Linked DNA regions of Delphinus delphis: region 1 is linked to region 2. Evidence: chromatin contacts called from public Hi-C data. All regions are on one chromosome and are shown on one strand. The core of a region is the stretch at or near the end of the contact, and the rest is flanking DNA. Distances in the headings are between cores, read along the strand shown.

Region 1 (3,442 bases), core at 320-2,819, 200 kb after region 2:
ATAGTCATTCTCCAAATGTGGCAGAAAAACTAATAGTGGTTTGCACAGTGTGCTTGAATTTGCTTGTGCCTAGATGTGGTTACAGAGTTGCCTTGTTTTTGGCTCATTCTGACCTGGCCACAGATGACCTGGACTGAAGTCGGTGTTGTGTTAAATTGCTGTTAAGCAGGGGAATACCATGGTTCATCTACAGATGCCAGACCAGCTTACTAGCTTACAACTGTTAGGCTACATTTTTCTTTCTCATGTGTTTATAATCAAGACTGCCTGGATTGAAATCCCAGCTTCCTCACCTGCTATGAACTTAAGCAGTCAACTTGTCTGAACCTGTTTCCTCATCTGCAAAGTGCGGATAATTATAGTACCTATTTCAGAGGGCTCTTCTCAGGATTAAATACAAGTGAAGGGCTTGAAACAGAGTGAGGGATCAAGCGTCTCTTTATATTAACAACACTCTATTTCATTAATTCATTCTCCACATATTTATTTTTGCACACCATGAAACCGTGGAAATGTATTCTCTTCAAATGACCAGGATCTGAATTTAAAACTCTGGCTGAACAGCACTTACAAAGGTTATAACAATAGTTGGCTTTTAAATTCATTTGCATTTTAAAACAACCAACATGACTACATTTTATTCAGTTCACACCCTTTTCCCTTGGTTACATTGGGTTGAAACAATTAAAAACAACACAAGAACAGCTATTTAAAATATACAAGAAGGGCTTCCCTGGTGGCTCAGTGGTTGAGAGTCCACCTGCTGATGCAGAAGACACGGGTTCATTCCCCGGTCTGGCAAGATCTCACTAAGCCGCAGAGCAGCTAGGCTTGTGAGCCGTGGCCGCTGAGCCCACGTCCGGAGCTTGTGCTCCGCAATGGGAGAGGCCACAACAGTGAAAGGCCCACGTACTAAAAAAACAATAAAATATACAAGAAAACTAATTTATGCCCCTCATTGACCTTTTTCCCCCTCTCCAAAATTGGATAGTGCTATCAACTCCCCAGGGATATTTTTAGCGTCTAACTTTAGGCTGTGAGTTTTTTTGTTTTTTGTTTTTTTTGCGGTACGCAGGCCTCTCACTGTTGTGGCCTCTCCCGTTGCGGAACACAGGCTCCGGACGCGCAGGCCCTGCGGCCACGGCTCACAGGCCCAGCAGCTCCGCGGCACGTGGGATCCTCCCGGACCGGGGCACGAACCCACGTCCCCTGCATCGGCAGGCGCACTCTCAACCACTGCGCCACCAGGGAAGCCCTAGGCTGTGAGTTTTTTAATAAAAACTATTAATTCTCATCTGTCTGTTTCATAAGAGTGTCAGGATGATGAAATAAACTAATGTGTGTGAAAAAAGTCTTTGCATTTCAGACTATTTCAGGAACGCTAGACAGTAGCAGCGGTTGATCGAGGAAAAAAGCAAAAACCTCGTAAAAACCACTATAGAGCATTTCGCCGTGAGAGTAAGTTTGACACTCTGAGGCTCCCGTAGTCCAGCTCGCTTTAAGCGCCAAGATGGCGCCGCCGGCCGAACTACCCATGTGCTGTTTCCGGTCGTACTCGGAAGTACGACTCCCAGCCGTAGCTGGGACTCTCGGCAATTGCCAGCGGTGTGGGTTTTTAAAACTGCTCGTCGCGGAGCCAGTCAGCAGCTAACATGTCTAGCAGAAACAATAACAAGCTGCCCAGCAACCTGCCGCAGTTACAGAATCTGATCAAGCGAGACCCGCCGGCTTACGTGGAGGAGGTAGGAATGCGGCGCGGTGAGGCTAGAAGCCGGGACGCGGCTGGTTGAGACAGTGGCTGGAGGGAGGCGTGGAGTGGAGCAGGGATCCTGGCTCGCCTCGTGTTCTGCTCTTAAGTTCAGGGGTTCCTCGAGAGGAGAAAAGGGGTTAAGGGAGAGACATGCCACAGGGTTCGTTCCCCACCTTTTGAAATCTGCTGCCCGTCTGGGTTTTCTGCCTGCTCCATAGACCCTGCTGCCACAGAAACACCATTTAAAAGACCTCATTTTTGCTTTAGGGGTTATCTCCCGATGTCACTGAGGTCGAGAGACAAATGGTCCACCCCCAACCTCTGACTTCCAGACAGGTTTCTCAAGGCTTTTCTTTTCTGAAACCCCTAAATGGAATTAGTCTGTAACAGTGGATGAAACTTTTGTTTAGATTGTTTTCCTCCGACGTCTGTTTCCGGGAGCCCGCGCTCTGTTCCATGGACTGTGTTGGGAAGGAGGGAGTATTCTCAAGTATAAGGGACAGACATAAGAGCTTAGTATTATCTAGTTAAAAAACAGGATTCAGTCTCATCGGAAGCTGGCATGACCTGGGTGTGAGAATTTACGTCAGGAAAAGATGAAGTTGAAAATTAGATTAGGTCCAGACCGTGAGGGGCTTTGTATACTGACCTCATACAAATTGTGAACATTAAAGGTGTTTGAGCTGAGAAATGACAAAATGAAAGTGATGATTTTGCTACATTATTTTGGCAAGTGCTTTCTTCAGACACCCATTTTTCTGATCGGCATTAAACAGGTATTTGCTTCAGTTACTTGTATGTGCAGATGGCTAACACAATTATTCATCTTTTGATTGCCCTTCTCATTTCCCTCCTCCCCCAGATTTTCACATAGAAATATTTATGTGAATACATTTTAACAAATAGCGGTCTCAGTGGTTTAGGTCACCAGTAGAGAGAGACTTTCCAAAGATTCAAGAGAGTGGAAACAAAGACTAAGGAACAAATACAAGAAGTTAAGTAATATAGGTGAGGCTTTGAGATGTGTAAAGCACTGTAAACCATTAGCCAAAGTAATAGCTGAGAGTCTGTACAGCGCTGTATTTAAAAGCAATGGTTTCAAAACTTAACTCCGTATCCCGGCCCAACTGTTGACCAATTGTGTGACTAGAGAGGGTTAACCACTTGAGCCTACGTGTATTTTAATTTGTGAGAAGGAGATAATACCTACAGAGGATTACTGTTTCATTCACTTAACAAATATTTTTGCAAATTCACACATATTGTACCTCAATTTGGAGCTCACTGAACCAGTTAGGGCTGGTAATATAAAGAAATACTCATTCTTGGGACTTCCGTGGTGGTCCAGTGGTTAAGACTCCACGCTCCCAATGCTGGGGGCCTGGGTTCAATCCCTGGTCAGGGAACTAGATCCCACAGGCCACAACGAAGCTCCCACATGCTGCAACTAAGACCTGGAGCAGCCAAATTAAACAAAAAAGAAAGAAAGAAATACTCATTCTCCTTCTGAGTGTCTCTCTCTCCCCCTCCCCTTCCCTTCCCCCTCTCCTCCTTTCTCCCTATCACTCTATCTAACACATATACACATAGTTTAAAGCCATGGCCTAGGCATGAGAGTGGCTGTAGGGTGTGGAACTGAGGCCTTGTGAGTTCCAACATTAGATTGTTGGGTTGTTGTTAGGATTAAACATA
Region 2 (3,786 bases), core at 71-2,570:
AGTAAGTAAAGAAAGGAACTCATTTCTTCTTGTCTCCCTCCCAAATTCCAATGACATCACAGTGTACAGGCCAGGAACCAGGGACCCTTGCTAGACGCCTCTTTGCCTGCCTCTCCACACCCCATCAATCATCAAGTCCACCTGCTCCCCAGTCTTCATGCCTGCTGTCCTCATCCGTATATCAGCGTTCTCACTGGGACTTCTGCAATGACCACTATTAGCATTATTTAATTGTATGAGTAGGTAACCCATTTACATTTTCAAAAACTAAACGGGCTTTATACTGCAAAGTCCTCCCTCCACCCATCTTCTTGCCACCCAATTCATCTTCTCAGAGGCAACCGATGTTATTCATTTTGAAAATGTATCTTTCCAGGAATATTTCATACAAATATATGTAATTACATATTCTAGCCCTCTTTTTTTTTCCCACCCAAATTGTAGCATTTAGAACACATATAGTGTTCTAAATTGTGTTTATATAATTTACCTTTGAGATCTTTCTTTTCAGTACATAAAGAGCTTTACTTGGCTGAATAGTATTCCTTTGTATGAATGCAACTATTTAAGCAAAACACTGTTTCCTATCATTTGTTATTATAAATAAGACTGTAACCTATAACCTTGTATTCCATTAATTTTGCCAAATCATTTACAAGATAAATTCCTAGAAGTAGCATTGCTAGGTCCAAAGACAATTTTAATTTCGATAGACACAATGACTTTGTTTTTATTTTTATTCAAGTTACAGAAGCACATAGATTTAAGAAGCAAATAATTCTACAAAGTGTCTACCAAGAATTCTACAAAACAAAAAACAAAAAACCTAAATGGACATCATTCTCAGAGGCACTTCTTTTAGCCTTCTTCTTTTTTCTTTCTTTCTTTCTTCTTCTTTTCCCCACCATTACCCCATGACTTTAAGTGACATGCTGCTTCGTGAATTTTCGGTTTTAGTGTTATCCACTGTCTCTCCACTATGGAGAATAAGGATTTAGCTTTCTTTCCTACCCTGTCTTCATTGGACACTGGTATTCAGCCTGCTGCACATCTTTTCCAAGGGGCCTCCCTAAAGCAAGTTTTTAAGGGCTCTCAGGCGGCACGCCACGGCGAGCTTCCCAGAATCTCACATTGGTTGCGACGCTCCACACCACGTGAATCCACTGACCCCCGGAAGCAAGCCAGGCCGGGGGCGTTCCCTCTCCACGCTCCACCCCCTACGCCTTTCAGGCGTTCCGGCTTCTTCGGCTAGGCCAGAAAAGAGGCGGAACTCCGAGATGCGGGTGTGGTTTCCCACCGGATCGAAGAGCGGAGTGCACCGAGTGCCGCGGGAGCAGCACCCAGGTCCCCTGCTCCCGCGACATGGCCTTCAACTTTGGGGCTCCCTCGGGCACCTCTGGTACAGCTGCAGCCACCGCGGCCCCCGCGGGTGAGTCCCCCAGACCTTCTCCCGGGGAGGAGGGAAGGCCTTTGGTCCAGCCCTTCGGTCCGAGACTCTTCGGCTTGGGGATCCTGGGGTCTCCTGCCCGCGCGGAGACTTTAGGGGCTTCGGTAAAGGGCGGGCGGCAGCAGAGCGGGCGGAGGCGGCTCCTGAGGAGGCCGCGGGGAGAATGGAGGCCCAACCCGGAGCTCGCGCGCTGCGGGTGGGTCGCCGCAGGGCCCTCTCCTCCTAGGGCTCGTTTCCCGCCGCCTGGGAGTCGGACTCGGAGAGACCGGAGGCGGCTTCTCTCACCCTTTGCCGGAGACCCATCCTTCCCTCCCCAACTCTACTCACCCCTCCCCACCTCAGCGTCCGGGACGGGCGCGAACGCTCGCTTGGTTCCCGCCGCTGGGCTCGGCGAGGACAGGGCTGGGGAGCCTTGGGCGCTGCTCTGCGGCTCCCTCGGCCCTGGCCCCTTCGGTTCTTGCTGCGGGACTACACGCTCCTGTCCTCCTTCCCGTCCCCGCCTCCTCGGCTTTCTTAACTCGTTTGGAGCAAAGTCAGGGTTTGTCTTTGTTCACTTCTTTGAAACCTCCTGCAAACTCTTCTAATCCTTACCTTGCTTTCTTTTCTTTTCCTCTTTCTTCTTCCCCCCCCTCCCCCTTTTAAAATTCTGTTTGTTTCTTTGCCTACACGCCTATCAGGATTTGGTGGGCTTGAGACTGCCAACTCCACCGCCAGTGGGTTTAATTTTGGGGGTTTCGGATTAACTGCTAATCCTGCAGTGAACTTTAATATTGGGAATTTCGGTGTTTCTACTACCTCGGCGACTCCGTTCAATTTTGGTAACAGTCTGGCAAGTGCAGGTAGATATGCGGGTCGTCTGTGTAACGAATGTTGGGAGCTGGAGTCCAAGAATATTTTGTGGTTCCAGAGTTTGGGAAAGAACAGCGACTTGTCTAACAAGGAAAGGAAATTCATTTCCTAATGTCGAGTCAGAAACATTTGTACCAACTTTTGACACTCTTAAAAGATTTGGTTTGGGGAAGTCTTGCAAGTTATAAAGTTCCTTTGTTAAATTTGCATTTAATTGAACAGAATATACCTTCCAAGTGATAAGTATTTGGAATGGATTTTTATTTTGAGTAGAATATATCTTCCAAATTATTAGATATCTCTTTCGAAGTATAAGCTCAACAGTCAGGCCCCTTTTCCTGGAATTCTTGGACTCCTGCAGTCATTTTTTTCCATTTTTCCTGCATCTTTCATTGGAATTTCATTTGATTGTCCTTGTGTTTCCTGAGAGAAACAAGTCTTATACGAACAGCAGCAACCTGTCTTGTTTTTAACCTGTACGATAATAATAATGTGTTTCTTTGGCCAACTGAGCAGATTAGGATACATTTCTATAAGATAACGCAATTATAGAAAGAATCCCCAGTTCTTTACTGGAATTTTTGAGAAATGATCAGAGAGAGCAATTTAATTTATTGTCAGATAGCATTAGCTTCTAAAAGATAGGTTAGATGTCTTTGTACTCAAAAAGGTAATTATGAAGATTCTGGTATCTATATGGATTGTTTGAAGCTCGTTGGAAATTCTGCAAAACACAAACTATAACGTGTGCGTGTGTGTGTACATATATATATATATATATATATATATATATAAATTTAAAATAGGTCTATGTGTACCTTGCATACAGTGACCCTATAGAAAAGCCTTGCTCCTCAGCTGCTCGTATATGAATTTATTATTCATATTCTCTTACATATGCCACTTATGCCCATGCCAATTATATGCATTTGGTAAGCATGATTTATTCCCTACGACATACTTGGGAAGTCTGGCATTTTGTGCAGTTACTTGTTACTGCAGTGTGAATATGACCTTGGCAATCTGATTCGAAAACGTTTTGAAGAATACTTGAAGTTCCAAAGATTAAACAATCCGTTATCACTAAGGTATATTTAAAGTGATCACATATCACTGTTGTTTGGTATGTTTACTTTTCCCTGTTTGCTTAAAATTGGCACTGGGTAAAACAGAAACATTATTTTGAAGTTTGTGTTTCCGACCAAACCCACCCAGCTCATAATTCAACAGTAATAAATAAACCTGTTGGTATTTGCTTGATTTCATGTTCATTTGGAGTTATCACTGTGAAGTTTTGAGTTGTGATAATATAACTGTTTTAACTACTTTTATGTATGTTTATGTATGTTGATCAACTTCAGCAAAAGGCTGATTGAAATTCTTGTTTACTTTTTTATTTTATATCCTTGCAGATCCATTTTTACTAATAAACATTTTCACATTATGGAGCATGTTAAGATACCAGTGTTTTTATTGTATAGCCAATTCAG

Evidence for each region. Hi-C and Micro-C count contacts between places; a contact is called where the count stands out from the background.
Region 1: a Hi-C map of lung shows a contact between it and region 2, with 11 times the contacts expected there. The contact joins the promoter of SDAD1 here to the promoter of NUP54 in region 2. A contact is called at or near these places in 2 of 3 Hi-C or Micro-C datasets (lung and muscle).

What each region holds. Positions count from the first base shown.
Region 1 is chr5:46,950,219-46,953,660 of mDelDel1.2, forward strand. SDAD1 (SDA1 domain containing 1) reads left to right here and starts at 1,570. Exons shown (of 22, transcript XM_060012346.1): 1 at 1,570-1,742. The coding sequence starts at 1,653.
Region 2 is chr5:46,749,213-46,752,998 of mDelDel1.2, forward strand. NUP54 (nucleoporin 54) reads left to right here and starts at 1,321. Exons shown (of 11, transcript XM_060012337.1): 1 at 1,321-1,429. The coding sequence starts at 1,363.